Regions from separate parts of the Zea mays genome. Here region 2 is linked to region 1. The links are chromatin contacts, called in public Hi-C maps. All regions are on one chromosome and are shown on one strand. The core of a region is the stretch at or near the end of the contact, and the rest is flanking DNA. Distances in the headings are between cores, read along the strand shown. Region 1 holds the start of LOC100383901. Region 2 holds the start of LOC100282789 (IWS1 C-terminus family protein).

Region 1 (6,313 bases), core at 1,278-3,777:
GCGGGAGGGAAGTGCGGGGAGAGGCCAGCGTCGGAGGAGAGCGGGGAGAAGGACGCGGGGTCGTGGACGTCCCCCATTGGCGGTGGTGGTGGTGCTTGGATCGGTCGGTACCTGGGAGGCGCGGACGGTGTCCTCTCGGGAGCCAATGAATCCATGGGAGAAGACGACGGCGAACCTAGCTTGATCCCGGGGCACGCCGCTCTCGGCGAGGTGGCGGCCGTCGCGGAGCCTGAGCCTGCGCGCCGTTGAAGTCGTGCGTGCGCTGAATCGGGCGAGGTTGAAGTCGTGTGCGTAAATGGCGGAGCTGGCGGAGCGGTTGAGGCCGTGGTCGTGGGGGAGGAGGTCGAGGTCGTGGGCATCCTGCAGAGCGCCGTCGCTAGAGTGGAGGCGGCAGGCGCCATAGCCTAGGGTGTAGAAGGCAGGCGCGGTATAGGATGGGCTGAAGAATGGGCCGCACCATCGTTGGGCCGCATACACCGCTCGAACACAGGCACTGCTATGGTATTATTTGATTAGTGCCATACCGGCCACCCAGAGCATTGAAACGTGACTTATAAGCGTTGGTGTGTGTTGGTTGTTGCTCAGACACGTTGGTGTGTGTTGTTTGTTGCTCGGACTAATGTCTCTGGTTGCAAGAACAAGAATTTTTTTGGCGCGGTTCTGAGCAGAACGGGTTCAGAGGCAGAACGGCAGAACTTGTCAGAGGCAGACTACTATTGCTTACTTAATAAGTAGTAGAGATGAGTTTTCCCTTATAAGGTTTTCTCATGTAAAGTTTTTAATGAGGCAATATCAACATATGCACATGCTATATCATCTATCTATCCATTTTTTCCTACGAGGTTTTTTTTTTGGAAGAAGATGTTTGCATGACGGATTCATTGGATATGATTCTAATACTTTAACGATGATCACGTCAAGACATGGACTCGATCAAGGGGGAGTGTTGAGGATCAGTGACGTGGATTAATCTCGTCCATTAATCTAGATTAAGCAGTTAACAAGTGAAGGGTTGTGTCTGTCTGAGATAGCAGTTTCACGTCTGTTCAAGATGTATATATATGTGTACACAATCATTAATGAAATACTAGTCGGTTCCCCGTGCGTTGCGACGGCTTACAACAATACCCACGTAAACTATCTATCAAAAAAAATTCAAGATTTTTATTGATTGTCTCCGCTCTCTGTATAATATATTTTTTGATTTGGCTAACTGATGTTATTGTTTACTTCATGGAAATATGTCTTTGTACAACACAGCCAATAAAGTGGGCGATTAGAAGAGAGTTCACAACGATTGACTGAATGAACAGAGATTATAAAATGACATAATTTCATCATACAGAGAACAAATAAGAGAAAATTTGTGAGATCAAGTTTATAAAATAAGTCCCATGAAGTCAAACTTATAAAAAAGATAGATCAAAATATAGAGTGATTGCTAAAGTCAAGCATCAATAAAAACTGGATGCGCTCCATATAAATTACGCTACTTCGTAGCAATTAGTAACGTTTAAAACCAACAAATAACCTTTTATTTTGCTGTTAGTGTGACAAATCATTGATGTTCCATCCAATTCAGCAACCTCAAACACCATGTAGTCAATTGCGCCAATGTGGTTTCAGAAACGACCTAATGCTTGCAAGAGCAAAGAACGTCGTGTCGTGCTTGGGCTGTAGCCTCGGCCCAGCCCGACACGATTATTTTTTATTTTACAAAAAACCGTATATACCTATATACAATTTATATTCAATATTAAAACATTTTAGCGTGATGTTCTACTGGTTAGACAATTTCACCTAGTGTCTCCTGCCCTTTTTCCATTAGGGCATGGGTTCGAACCCCACATCCTGCACCGTTTTTTAACATTTTACGCCGATTTAATTAAATGGATCGACGGGCTAATGGGCTGGCCCGAAACATTTAGCAGACGGGCATGACGTGCCTGTGCGCTGATTTAATTAAATGGGCATGACGTGCCTGTGCGCTGATTTAATTAAATGGATCGACAGTCTAACGGGCTGGCCCGACACAGTTAGCGGGCCGGCATGACGTGCCTGTGCCATAGTTGTTGCCCGCGTGCATCTAGCCCGTGTCGGGCGTCGTTTGACATCTATAAACGTGCAGCAGATTAATTTGAAATAGTTGTGAGGGATTATTTGTAAAAAAATGACGCATGACGTCTGTTATTAATTTGAAATAGTTGTGAGGGGTTATTGGTAAAAAAATGACGTATGACGACCGTTGAAACCGGTGCTTTAAGTATAGTATAGATCAGTTCTCTCCATTTCGTCATTTCTCCAAATAAAATAGTTAATTTTCTCGAACCATCACCATAATATAAAAGTTGCATTTTTTAAATAGATTCCGAAGAATTCTCTTGTCCTTCTGTCGTTTCTCGGGATCACCGGCAAGGCAAGGCAAGGCAAGGCAAGGCAAGCGAGGCGAGGCGCCGAGGCCAGGTGAAGCATCCGAACGGTCCCGAAGAAAGACGACTCAGCAGTCAGCACAAGGACAAGGTTACCAAACGCTCCAAGTCCAAACCCCTCTCCTCCCCCGCGTCCCGCGAGCTCCGTCACCGCCGCCGCTGGCGAGATGTCATCGGTGACCCGCCCTCAGCGGGAGGCCGACTTTGCACGCTTCCCGTCGTCCACCCCCATCGTCATCGACAACGGCGCTTCTACCTTCCGCATCGGGTACGAGCTCCTGCCGCGCCGGGCACTCCCCAAACCCAAACCCTAGCTGGGCCTTCCAGTTTTCTGTAAAGTGGCGGTTGCCTCCGTGCAGGTGGGCGGGCGAGGCGGAGCCGCGCCTTTCGTTCCGCAATGTCGTGCAGAGGCCGCGCCACCGCAGCACTGGTACGCCGCCTTACACTGCGGAGAATGTTATTTCGTGTTAATTTGGTGGTTGAAGGCTGCATGGAAATGTGGATTTTCTGTTCTCGTGTTTGCTTAGTTGCTCCTTGCTGTTCGGTTTCAGAACTTGAGTCCGCAGTTTCCCGCTAGTGGGAATTTTAGTTTACTCTTAAAAATCGTTATTATCGTGGGGGATTAAGAGTGTTTACTCTTTTCTTTGTTGTTTATGTGCCTTGTGCGACACTACGTTGATCATTTGGGACGGTTATAGAGTTTGATTTCCAATACCACTAAGCTGATTTCCATTTGTTTGTGTGACTTCACTATTGTCTACATGCACTAATTCTGTGGTAGTGCACGGGAATTGGATACAAATTGAAATTTTAGTTTTCTGCATATCTGCATAGACTCGATAGGATTTTGTTTTATGATCCTATGTTACTTACTTTTATCTGTTTCATGTACTTGTGCTACAAGTAATCCTACAAAATGTTCTAAAGACCAGATATCTCTACTGTTATCATTGTGTTTGCTGAGAGCTCTGTAAGCTTCATATTGTTTTGAATGATTATATGTAAGGAACAGAAATTTACCTTTTCAAGGTCTCAACCCTCATGTATGTGTTAATCAACAGACTTGCAAGAGGTTTAATGGAAGTTTCATTATTCAACTCATTGTATTCTAATTTCCACGGTACAGGTGAAACTGTCTCAATTGTTGGGGACACTGACCCATCTCTAATGAAATTCTTTGACTGCACAAGATCGGCAGTTCGCTCTCCATTTGACGATGATGTTGTCTATCAGTTCGAGTACATGGAATATGTTTGTTCTCAGACACCATCCACCAGTTTTTAGTTCTCAGTAGATATATAGATGGTTCTTTGTTATTCATATTTAATTTTGAAGATAGATAAACCAGTGATCAATCTGTTTCATCACCCTTCTGTAGAACACATTAAAACAACTACATTATTGATAAATCACATTAGACGTTTAACGTTTTAATTAGGAAAAAAACCACTAAAGTACTACCATGGTTTTTAAAGCGGTAAGGCGAGCCAAGGCGTTGGACCACCGCCTGGACGCCGAGGCGACGCCTAGGCGAGGTAGGCGGGCAAGGCGCCTAGGTGTTGGACCTCCGCCTGGACGCCTAGGCGACGCCTTAAGAACAGGGAGTACTACATGTGTTAACTGATATTTTTTATGTCCATAATCCATTGTTGAAACATTATGGTAAAAGACATTGTCAAAGCAAAATAGTGAAATACCCCCTAAACTGTTTTATATTGAGTAATTGCTCCATTATTAGCCAAGTGATCATCCATCTCATGATTCGGATGGTCCCCTGTAATGGCAGTAAATGCAAATTGTAATCTTACAACTCAAAGATATAAAGAAAACATGTGATTTCTTATTTTTCTGGATCATAATGTTTACACTCTAGGGTCGTAGGGCATATTCCTTTTTCCCTTGCTTTTGTTCTTTTTTTTTCTTGTCTGATACAGTGTTATTTATCGATTTCAGATTCTTGACTATGGCTTTGATCGATTAGGTGTCGATTCAGAGGTAAATTTGCACTGTCCTAGGTTTCTTTCCAAAATAATTTATATTTTTTCTTCTCTTGTTGTTGAACTATTGCATTCGATACATAAGAAAAATGCTGGTTTAGCTAGTCTTGTTGAATCACAAGAGAATTGGGTTGTTTATGTATGATGTAATAAACTATCAGTTCAGTGTGTGTAATGAATCTGATGATAATGGGTTATCTCGAGATGCAGATCTTAGAGTTCTTATATTGTACAGAGTTCATCAATAGAAATTTTCAAGTCAGTAGAGTGTCCTAATATTTCCAGGAGGAACTTGAGCTGCAGCCTTTCATAAAGGCGAGGCAAATGAAATGACAATAAATGAGTGGTATTGAGCTACTTTACTTTAACCCGATCGAGGTGGTATTGAGCTACTTTACGAACGAGGTGGTTGTGGTTACAGAAGACTGAACCCGAGCGGCCATGGACCCTTTTTCCTATTAAGCTGCATAAATCGGTGCACTCTTTCCTTTCTATGGCTGTTGAAACTGTGGTCGGGAATGAGAAGCAGACTCTGTTTTGGAAGGACAGGTGGCTGCATGGGCGGTGCTTAGAGGACCTGGCACCAAAAATCTTTGCCTTGGTGCCTAAAAGAAGAATTAATCGACGCACAGTTCATGAAGCCTTATTAAATCACGAGTGAGTTAAGGATATACAGGGATCCCTATCCGTGGAGGTGCTCTTGGAGTTCCTGGATCTGGCAGAATGTTTAGCTAATTTTGAGCTGCAGCCGGATGTCTTGGATTCTCACATCTGGAGGCTTTCCCCTTCCGGTCAATACTCAAGTAAATCGGCGTGTGAAAATTTCTTCCAAGGCTCAATTTCTTTCAGCCCTTGGGAGCGTATTTGGAAATCATGGGCACCTAACAAGTGTAAATTCTTCATCTGGCTCGCTGCCCACAAGAGATGTTGGACTGCAGATCGACTCGCCAAGAGAAATTTGCCGCACCCAGCCACCTGTCCATTCTGCGACCAAGCGGACGAGACTATTGACCATGTGCTGACAAATTGTGTGTTTGCCCGGCAGTTTTGGTTTAATCTTCTGGGGCGCTTCAACGTACAAATTCTTCCACCATTGGCTGAAGATGAGAGCCTGTAGGGTTGGTGGAGCAGAGAAAGCTTGAGAGTTCATGATCTGGCCCAAAGAGGTTTTAGTTCCCTAGTTATCCTAGGTGCTTGGATCCTATGGAAGCATCGTAATTTGTGCGTGTTCGAAGGTGCTGCGCCTAATTTGGCTAGGGCCCTGCTCCTTGCTGAAGAAGAGGCTTACTTGTGGGTGTTGGCCAGGGCTCGGGGGATTTCCTTCCTTTCAGCCCTAGAGCCTGTTGAGTAATGTAGCTGCCCTTGGTCGTTTTTTTCTGGTGTAGCACGTGCGTGTTTGTTTGTCTAAGTGTTAGCTAGTGCTGTTAGTGTGTGGGTTGTACTCGGGGTTCTCAAACCCCTTTCCTTCTTTAATATAATGATACACAACTCTCCCGTGTTCGAGAAAAAAAACTACTTTACTTTAAATACAAAATGAGCATGGGTTGTCAAGTTAACTATGCTGTTAAGTTTGTCCTCCTTACCAGTCCATGGTACCAAAACATAAACAAGGAAGAGTTGGCTTCCTATTTCAGCACTTCCATCTTCCCATAGTGTAATTGTTGCACATTGCTTCAGTTATGTTAATTCGCATCAGACATGCAGACACTTAGGGGGTGTTTGAGAGTGAAGTTTTTCCACAGTTTTGGAAGAATACTGCAGCATTCTCAAAAATTGCAGTATTACATACAGAATGGTGTTTGGCAAGCTAGCTAAAGTCTCTGTTTTCAAAACTGAAATATTGCAAATACTTTAGTTGTTTTAAGGTATTCTAAACTAAGGTCTGGA
Region 2 (7,115 bases), core at 4,426-6,925, 190 kb before region 1:
TCCTTTCTTTCGGATTTCATCTCCATTAAATTGGAGACATTTAATGTTGACTCGCTTAACCTATCATTTTATGGAGATTTAACGTTGACTTGCTTACCCTATCACAACCCTCCATTAAGAGGGCTTGAGACCTAGTACATCGAGACAACATAGACAGAGTTAACTGTAACTCATAAGCATGACAAATATTTTATACAATATAAAGGCACCACTCTGCTTGAAAAGCACCATATTTATACATGCTCATAGATAGTGCTCAAATCAACCGGTTTCTGAAGCGCAGATGCTGCACCCTACCAGGCAAGAAAAATATTTGGAAAAAAGATCCAAGGAATTATTGATGCCGGGCTGTTTGCCATGGAATGGTGATAGGATGCTTCTTAGTAATCCAGCAATCCCTGGGCCCATGCAGGTCCTGTATAATGTGCTGGGCACTGCTGACTGCGGATGCCATAGCGGGTGATCTACAGGTACTTGATCATGCCACGGCCTTCCACGCTGAGCTTCGACGCCTGAAGGTTTTTCTTCTTGGGCGCTTTCAGCTGCTGCAATTTCTTGTTCATCTGCATATCCAACAAGAACAAGCTATTGCTCATTTGGTCCTACTTCAAGAGTAGGCAAGCACGGAAGAAACTCAGCTAGCTATTAAAGGAAGGCAAAAACCAATCTGTTTTAAGTGTGGAAGGTAAACCTTCAGCCGACGCTGGTCTTGGACAGCCTGCTTAGCACGAGCCCGTATCTGCTCAGGGTCAATTTTGGACTGTGGACGAATGACAAAGTCCAAAGGCGAGGCTTCCGGCCTAGAAGCGTGCTGCCTTGAACTACTTTGCCCAGACTTGCGTCTAAATACAAAGCATAAATAAAATAGATTAAACTAACAATTAGGAGGAAATGGTGATAACAAGCACATGTGCATCCAATGCCAAACAAATATGATAAACTTACTGTGAAAAGTCAGCATCAAGATCATCATCTCTGGATTCCATTCCAGAGCTACTCGATGAAGGTCTTCATGACAGTATGACACAAAGGTTAACCAATAAGAAGACAAAGTACACATAATATACAGGACAAGAAGATATAGTCCTCAAATGCCCAATAAGTGCATGCACTTACTTCTTCATTTGTGGCCGCCTGTAAGGTGCTCTTTCATCATCATATCTCTTCATGTCCTCAAATCTCGTGCTCTTGTTGAATATTGGTCGACTCTGATTTTTTTTACAAGTAACAAGTAAGAACCCTTCACAACAACCAAACACAAAAACAAATATGGATACTGAGAACAGACTTACCCATTTATCAACCAGCTCCTTAGCCAATTTCCTATTTGCAGTAGTCTCCTCGTCAGATTTGGACAAAAACATAATGACCTAAATATGCACCAATGGATAGATTTAGCGCATAACAAATAATCTTCTGCAGAATAATATATCTGAGGGACTGGTATAAGTATACCTTTCCCAGACCACTTTTCTTAAGCTGCTCTCTTCGGTCATACTGTTCCAAGTCAATTGGAAACTGCAGGAGGCATAAAACTTCCATTAGCAACCAAATTCCAAGCCATCCAAAAATAGATCACAGACAACTACGTTCTTGTGCAAAACAAACCAAAGCTCTACAGTGCAAAAGGGCCGAAGAAAATAAAGATGCCTACATCAGTTAATAATTTCAGTACAGCAGATCGAATATTCATGTTTGGCATGCTTCCATCAGGTAATGGCTCAAGCCAATTTTTTAGAAGAGTGAGAACTCCGTGGTCAAGAAATTCCTGCTGAAGATTCTTCCTGTGAAATGGAGATAAACAAGAAATATTTTAATGTCAGGTGTCAGCTATAAACAGATGACAATATGCACTGGCACTTAGATTCCAGATATCTTACTTGGAGAGAACATCTATGAGCAGAGGAAGCTTCATAAGTTTGTTAATGGCTGGTTTTGATTGCCTATTCAAGTTTGCATCTTCTTCGGCTGCTACTTCAAACTCAGCAATGAATTGTTCCACTATAAGGCCAATATCTGCACGAGGGCGATCATTCTTCTTCTTCTTCTTCTTACCACCCTTGAAGAGTCGTTCGATTTCATCGTCCTCCTCACCCTCCTCAGCCTATAGTCATCAACCCATATTATTAGTGATTAAAAAACAAAACAAAAGATAGCATATGGCCCAGAAATGAATAAGCATAGTCAACCCAACAAGGAGATATTGCCACCATGGTTTTAACTTCATCGATGAGGATTAAAACCAAAAGCTTCTATTCTATCAAATCCTGCAAGGCTACGAAAGGATGTCTAACACCCTACTTCAGTAAATATAGGGAACTGCAACCAATTCCTTGTGACAACGAATATTGTCACTAGAATGACTGGCATGGAACATAACCAAGGCTAAGACATAAGAGACAATGAACTACCAGGCATTTATCCAGCCTGTATGACAATTCAACTTAAAGGATATGAAAAGATAATGCTGTAAGGCACCTGAACAGTTGATAACAAATACCTGTGCATAACGTCCAGGTGAATGTCGCTCATTATCGCTGCCATAACGATCAGCTGGATCAACTCCAGTGTCATCAATGAAATTATCATCATCTACGGTTCTAACACCTTCTTGGTCATCCTGCTCCATCAGATTAGAATGTCATGTCAATAAAGAGGATTACTTTATCAAAGACAATAAAAATAGTAGGCTAAAAGTAATTGAAAGTGACAAAGTCATATTGCATAATAACAAGCATGGTTATTAGGCAAGTAAGTCGAGCCACAGCGACCCCCCTCCCCTGCCCAAAAAAAAAAGAGTCGACTAGGTGTTTAAAGTGCAGTGAGGCGACGTCATACAAACAACTAAATACTTCCTCCATTCAGATATGATGGTCTTTTCTCAAAATCTGAGAAAATCAGATATGATAGTCTTCTCAAGTCCTCGCGTTCAACCGTGTATGCCTGTCTCGCTTCCCGTTCCATTTAATCTGCCACCCGTACGTGCTTCACGTTGCTATAATATCTTTTTAAATTGGCTGCTCACCTGCTCTCATCTATACTCCTCACGAACTGGCAGCTTCACATTTAAAGGGATGTGGTATGGAACAGACGCATGGTGGAAAAACAGCAGGCTAACGAGGATTACCGATGGATGGAGTAATTACTTGATAAGCAAGCCACTCTTTCCTTAGTCATTGTGCCATTGTAAAAAAAAGACTATCATATCTGAATGGATGGAGTATATAATGTCACTGAAGTTCAGAAACAAAGCATACCTTAGTATTGCATGTTCTTAGCATGTAATACCATAATAAGTAGTGCTACCGGAGTGTTAGTACACAATATAATGTAGCAAAATAACAAATGTATCTCTCAATGTCAAAAAAAACACTCTCTAATTGCATAGTATAACTTAATTAATTAGTGCTGCTAGTGCAAAACAATACAAGTAGCATAAGTGCAGAGAAGCAGGAAAATAAGAGGAAGAGAAAGAAAGCAGAGGATAGGAAAACTGCAGAGCATATCCAAGTAAAGAGCAGAGGCAGTGCACATCCAAGAGGAGGGAAGCCGAAGGGAGAGGAAGAGATGCTTACGTACCTCCGTGACCTCATGACGCCAGGCTGCAGACAGTAACCAACAGAGAAGGGGAAAAGAGCCATGAATCAATCAGCATACGAGGACCAGAGAAGGCACAAATTAATGGAGAAGATGAAGGGAGACTCAAATCAAAGGAGAGAAGTGTTATCAATGGAGCAGAAGAGGTGGAGCAGCAAGACTCTAGCAGCGCCCACCCCCATGAACCAGGTGTGTGCCCTCTTCTGTTTCCCCTTCCCTATCAATTGGCGCGTGAGAGAGACGGATTATGGCCTCATGGGACCTGTAGGTACACAATCGCCAGCACGTGACTCCTGTCGTTCTCCTTCACGCGCAAATCTCCCGCACCTGCTCCCGCATGCAATTTTTCCATGCACACTCCTCCCCCATGCCCACACTTGTGCGGCATCTGCCTCAGGCTGCTCAGGCCTTAAACTGCACCAAATCGTGCCTAGGTGACAATTTATGCTGCAAGGTGGACGCCATAGCCTGATTGGCCGTGGCAAGCCAACGCCCAGCCTACTCGACCGGACACCAAGGTGATGTCTTAAAAAGCATGATAGCAAGATCAATACCCTGGCTTGATATGCACCTAACATATTTACACAACCATCCTGATCCTTAGTAAGCAATTCTCCTTGAAGAAAAAAGAAATGAAGGAACTAAACGCAAGGAAAGTATTCCATACAAAGAAGTGAACAGAACAGCATTTCAGTTATACAATCTCCTTAAGAAACAAGATGTCACAATGCTGCCCAAGTTGCCACATAAAGGCAAATCCTACCTTGCAGCTAATCCAGAGGCATATAACAGTCCTACTTGACATGTCAATAGCCTACATAGTACCCTTTAAAAACGCTACAACTCCGGAGATGCTACACATCCTGGTTCAAGAGGCTTGGCTACAAACATCGTACCTTACTAACACCCATAAAAGTAATCTGAATACTAATTACTAAAGGATGCCAATTACAACCAGATGAACTAACCACACCAATACACAAACTGATAAACAAACTAGCTCCGAAAGTTGACTCAGTCACTCACCATCAAGAAAAGCTCAACAAATCACGACAGCTTACCAGAATTAAGCGACAATTCCAAAAACATTAGGCAGATAAAAAAGATAACTAGTATATTTCATGGCAAAGCATAATTGCAATCTCCTTCAACAGATAAAGTGATCAGTAAAAGCAGTTGATAGAGGTTGAATTTCCAGAAACCTTTAATATTAAGCTCAAAGTAGGTATAAGTATAACTAGCTAATGCACATATGTAGTACAGTAAAAAGGGGCATCCAAGCATTAATCAACTAGCTAGAATTGAAAAGGAGCTGAATCAAACATATTGCACAGTTGCACACAGTCAAAATTACCTCTGACTCACCACCAGCAATGGTATCCCAGAGCTCCTGGATCTCCCTCTCCCCATCATCCTGGTCATCCCTACCGCCTGAGTCCCTTCCTCCTGATCCCCGCCTATCCCTCACCATCCCAGTGTCCCTCCCCCTCCCGTCGTCCTCCATCCGCATTTTCTTAGCCTTCTTCTCCCTGCCCGCCCCGCCCCTCGCGAGGTCCCTCAGCGACGACGAGCCCTTCCTCTTCCTCGCCTCAGCCGAAGGGTCCGCGTCCTCGTCCTCCAACCCAAAGTCATCCAGCCCGTCATCGCCGGGCATGCCTCCACCGCCGCCCTTCTTGAGAAGGCGCTTTCGGGGCTTGGAGGAGGACCCTGCCCCGCCGTCGTCGCCGTGGACGGGGGTCGGAGAGCGGTCGCGGGTCCAATCGCCGCCGCCGTCGAGGTCGTCATCGAGGTCTTCGTACGGCTGATGCTCAGGGGAGGGTTCCCGTTCGTCGAGGTTCACGATCGGCTCGCCTTCGTCATCGTAGCTGGGAGTGTAGATCGAGGAAGGGAATCAAAGTGAGGCGTCGAAACCCTAGGAGAGGCAGAGAGAAATAGGGGGCACGGAGCGGAGAGATACTTACTTGTCCCCCATGCTGACGGCGGCGAGACGGGAAGCGAAACCCTACGCGAGGCGAGGAGAGAGACGAGCTGGAGCTGGAGCGGGAGGAGGTGAGGAAGAAGAGTCGTCGGTGGACCGTGGGAGCCGGCGACGCCGCGACGGGGAGGAAAAGGATTGGGGGCGACGCAAAGGCGTAAAATATAGATGGGCTGTAATTTTTGGGCTTTTCGGCCCGTCGGACACGCAAGAATTCTCCTCGAACCTGATCGGGTGCTGATAAAATGCCCTGGTTGACTGGCTATGTCCGTGCGAGCCGCTTGGTGACAAAATTTTAGCGACTAATCACTAGTCTTATAACTCCATTAGGTGAGTGCCCGTGCGTTGCGACGGGAATAAAAAAAATTATATGAAACATATATTATACCAAAGGAAGATCTTGGTAGGATCATTAGGGTCAACATATTTTAACATATATCAAGTGTTTTGCCAATTCAGCTAACATATATCAACTCACGCATAACACATCCTATCATACATATTGGCAGAAAATAGCTATCACAACACAATTGATGGTAAAAGTAAATATATCTATCTCTACTAATATAGATAAGTGCCGGTTCTTTTGCACTGCTCATTTATAACCATGGCCCAAAGTCCCAGATCGTTAGTACTTGTCAACTCTCCCTTGGATCTTGCATTATATTTCTCATAAGAATTAAGTGGAATGGATACTCCTCTGAGTAAGGACAACAACTTTCCAAAGATACTCCAACACAAGTGACTCCAAAGCAATGCAGTTTACTAAGCAAAAGTAAATAGCTTTGCTTCTTGCATGTGAGATGCCAGATAACATGTGATGTTTTCCCAGTGGTCATATTCACATTTCTGGTGTGCTGTTTAAATCTGATCTTTGTCATTATTGAACCCCGAGTTTCTTCACAGTTCATTTTTGTAAGACCCAAAATCTGTATAAGAAAAAAAAATAATAAAATAAATATATGAAGAAATGAAATAGTAAATTCTAACATCTCAACTTATGCTTGAGCAATGAATGTGAGGAATGAATTTTGAAAACCAAGAAAATGAAGGTAGGAAAGGAGGGAAGAAAGAAAGATGATACAATACAAAATAATATTATTAAATAACTTCATCACATGATGATATGACCAAATTGCATAGTTAGTATGAATTTAAATTTGCACTTCAGTTTGAATTCTAAATCTGGATTTAAAATAATTAAGAACAAATGAAAACAGAAAATAAAATCAAAAGAAAAAAAAAGAAAGCTTACCTGGGCCCATACCTCATCTTTTGGCCCACCAGATGAAGCCAGCCGCGCGGCCCAACCAGGAAGTAGCGTGCGCCTGACCGTGGGGCCCGCTTGACAGCGGTCTGCTCGCGCCCACATTACGACTGGGTCGCCTCACTGGGATCGTGGTCCACCCAGTCAGCCGTCGTTCGCTATTTCCTCACGCACCTCGCTCATTTCACTACCGCGTGGGACCCGCTGTGTCATCCCCAATCCCACCCAGTCGTCGTTCACCTCAACCGAATTGCAACGGCCGGATCGAGATCCTCG

What was found. A called contact is a pair of places that touch in the nucleus more often than the background predicts.
Region 2: a contact with region 1 is called in a Hi-C map of leaf, with 7 times the contacts expected there. The contact joins the promoter of LOC100282789 here to the promoter of LOC100383901 in region 1. A contact is called at or near these places in 5 of 25 Hi-C or Micro-C datasets (ear, leaf and tassel) and 2 of 3 datasets of contacts at active chromatin or transcription factors (leaf and seedling).

Annotation. Positions count from the first base shown.
Region 1 is chr8:14,522,916-14,529,228 of Zm-B73-REFERENCE-NAM-5.0, reverse strand. LOC100383901 reads left to right here and starts at 2,527. Exons shown (of 12, transcript NM_001362224.1): 1 at 2,527-2,697; 2 at 2,789-2,859; 3 at 3,556-3,680; 4 at 4,383-4,424. The coding sequence starts at 2,597.
Region 2 is chr8:14,714,528-14,721,642 of Zm-B73-REFERENCE-NAM-5.0, reverse strand. LOC100282789 (IWS1 C-terminus family protein) reads right to left here and starts at 5,675. Exons shown (of 11, transcript NM_001155695.1): 1 at 5,559-5,675; 2 at 4,952-5,462; 3 at 2,501-2,620; 4 at 1,881-2,104; 5 at 1,655-1,784; 6 at 1,456-1,518; 7 at 1,293-1,370; 8 at 1,117-1,208; 9 at 946-1,008; 10 at 692-842; 11 at 153-563. The coding sequence starts at 5,569. The coding sequence ends at 465.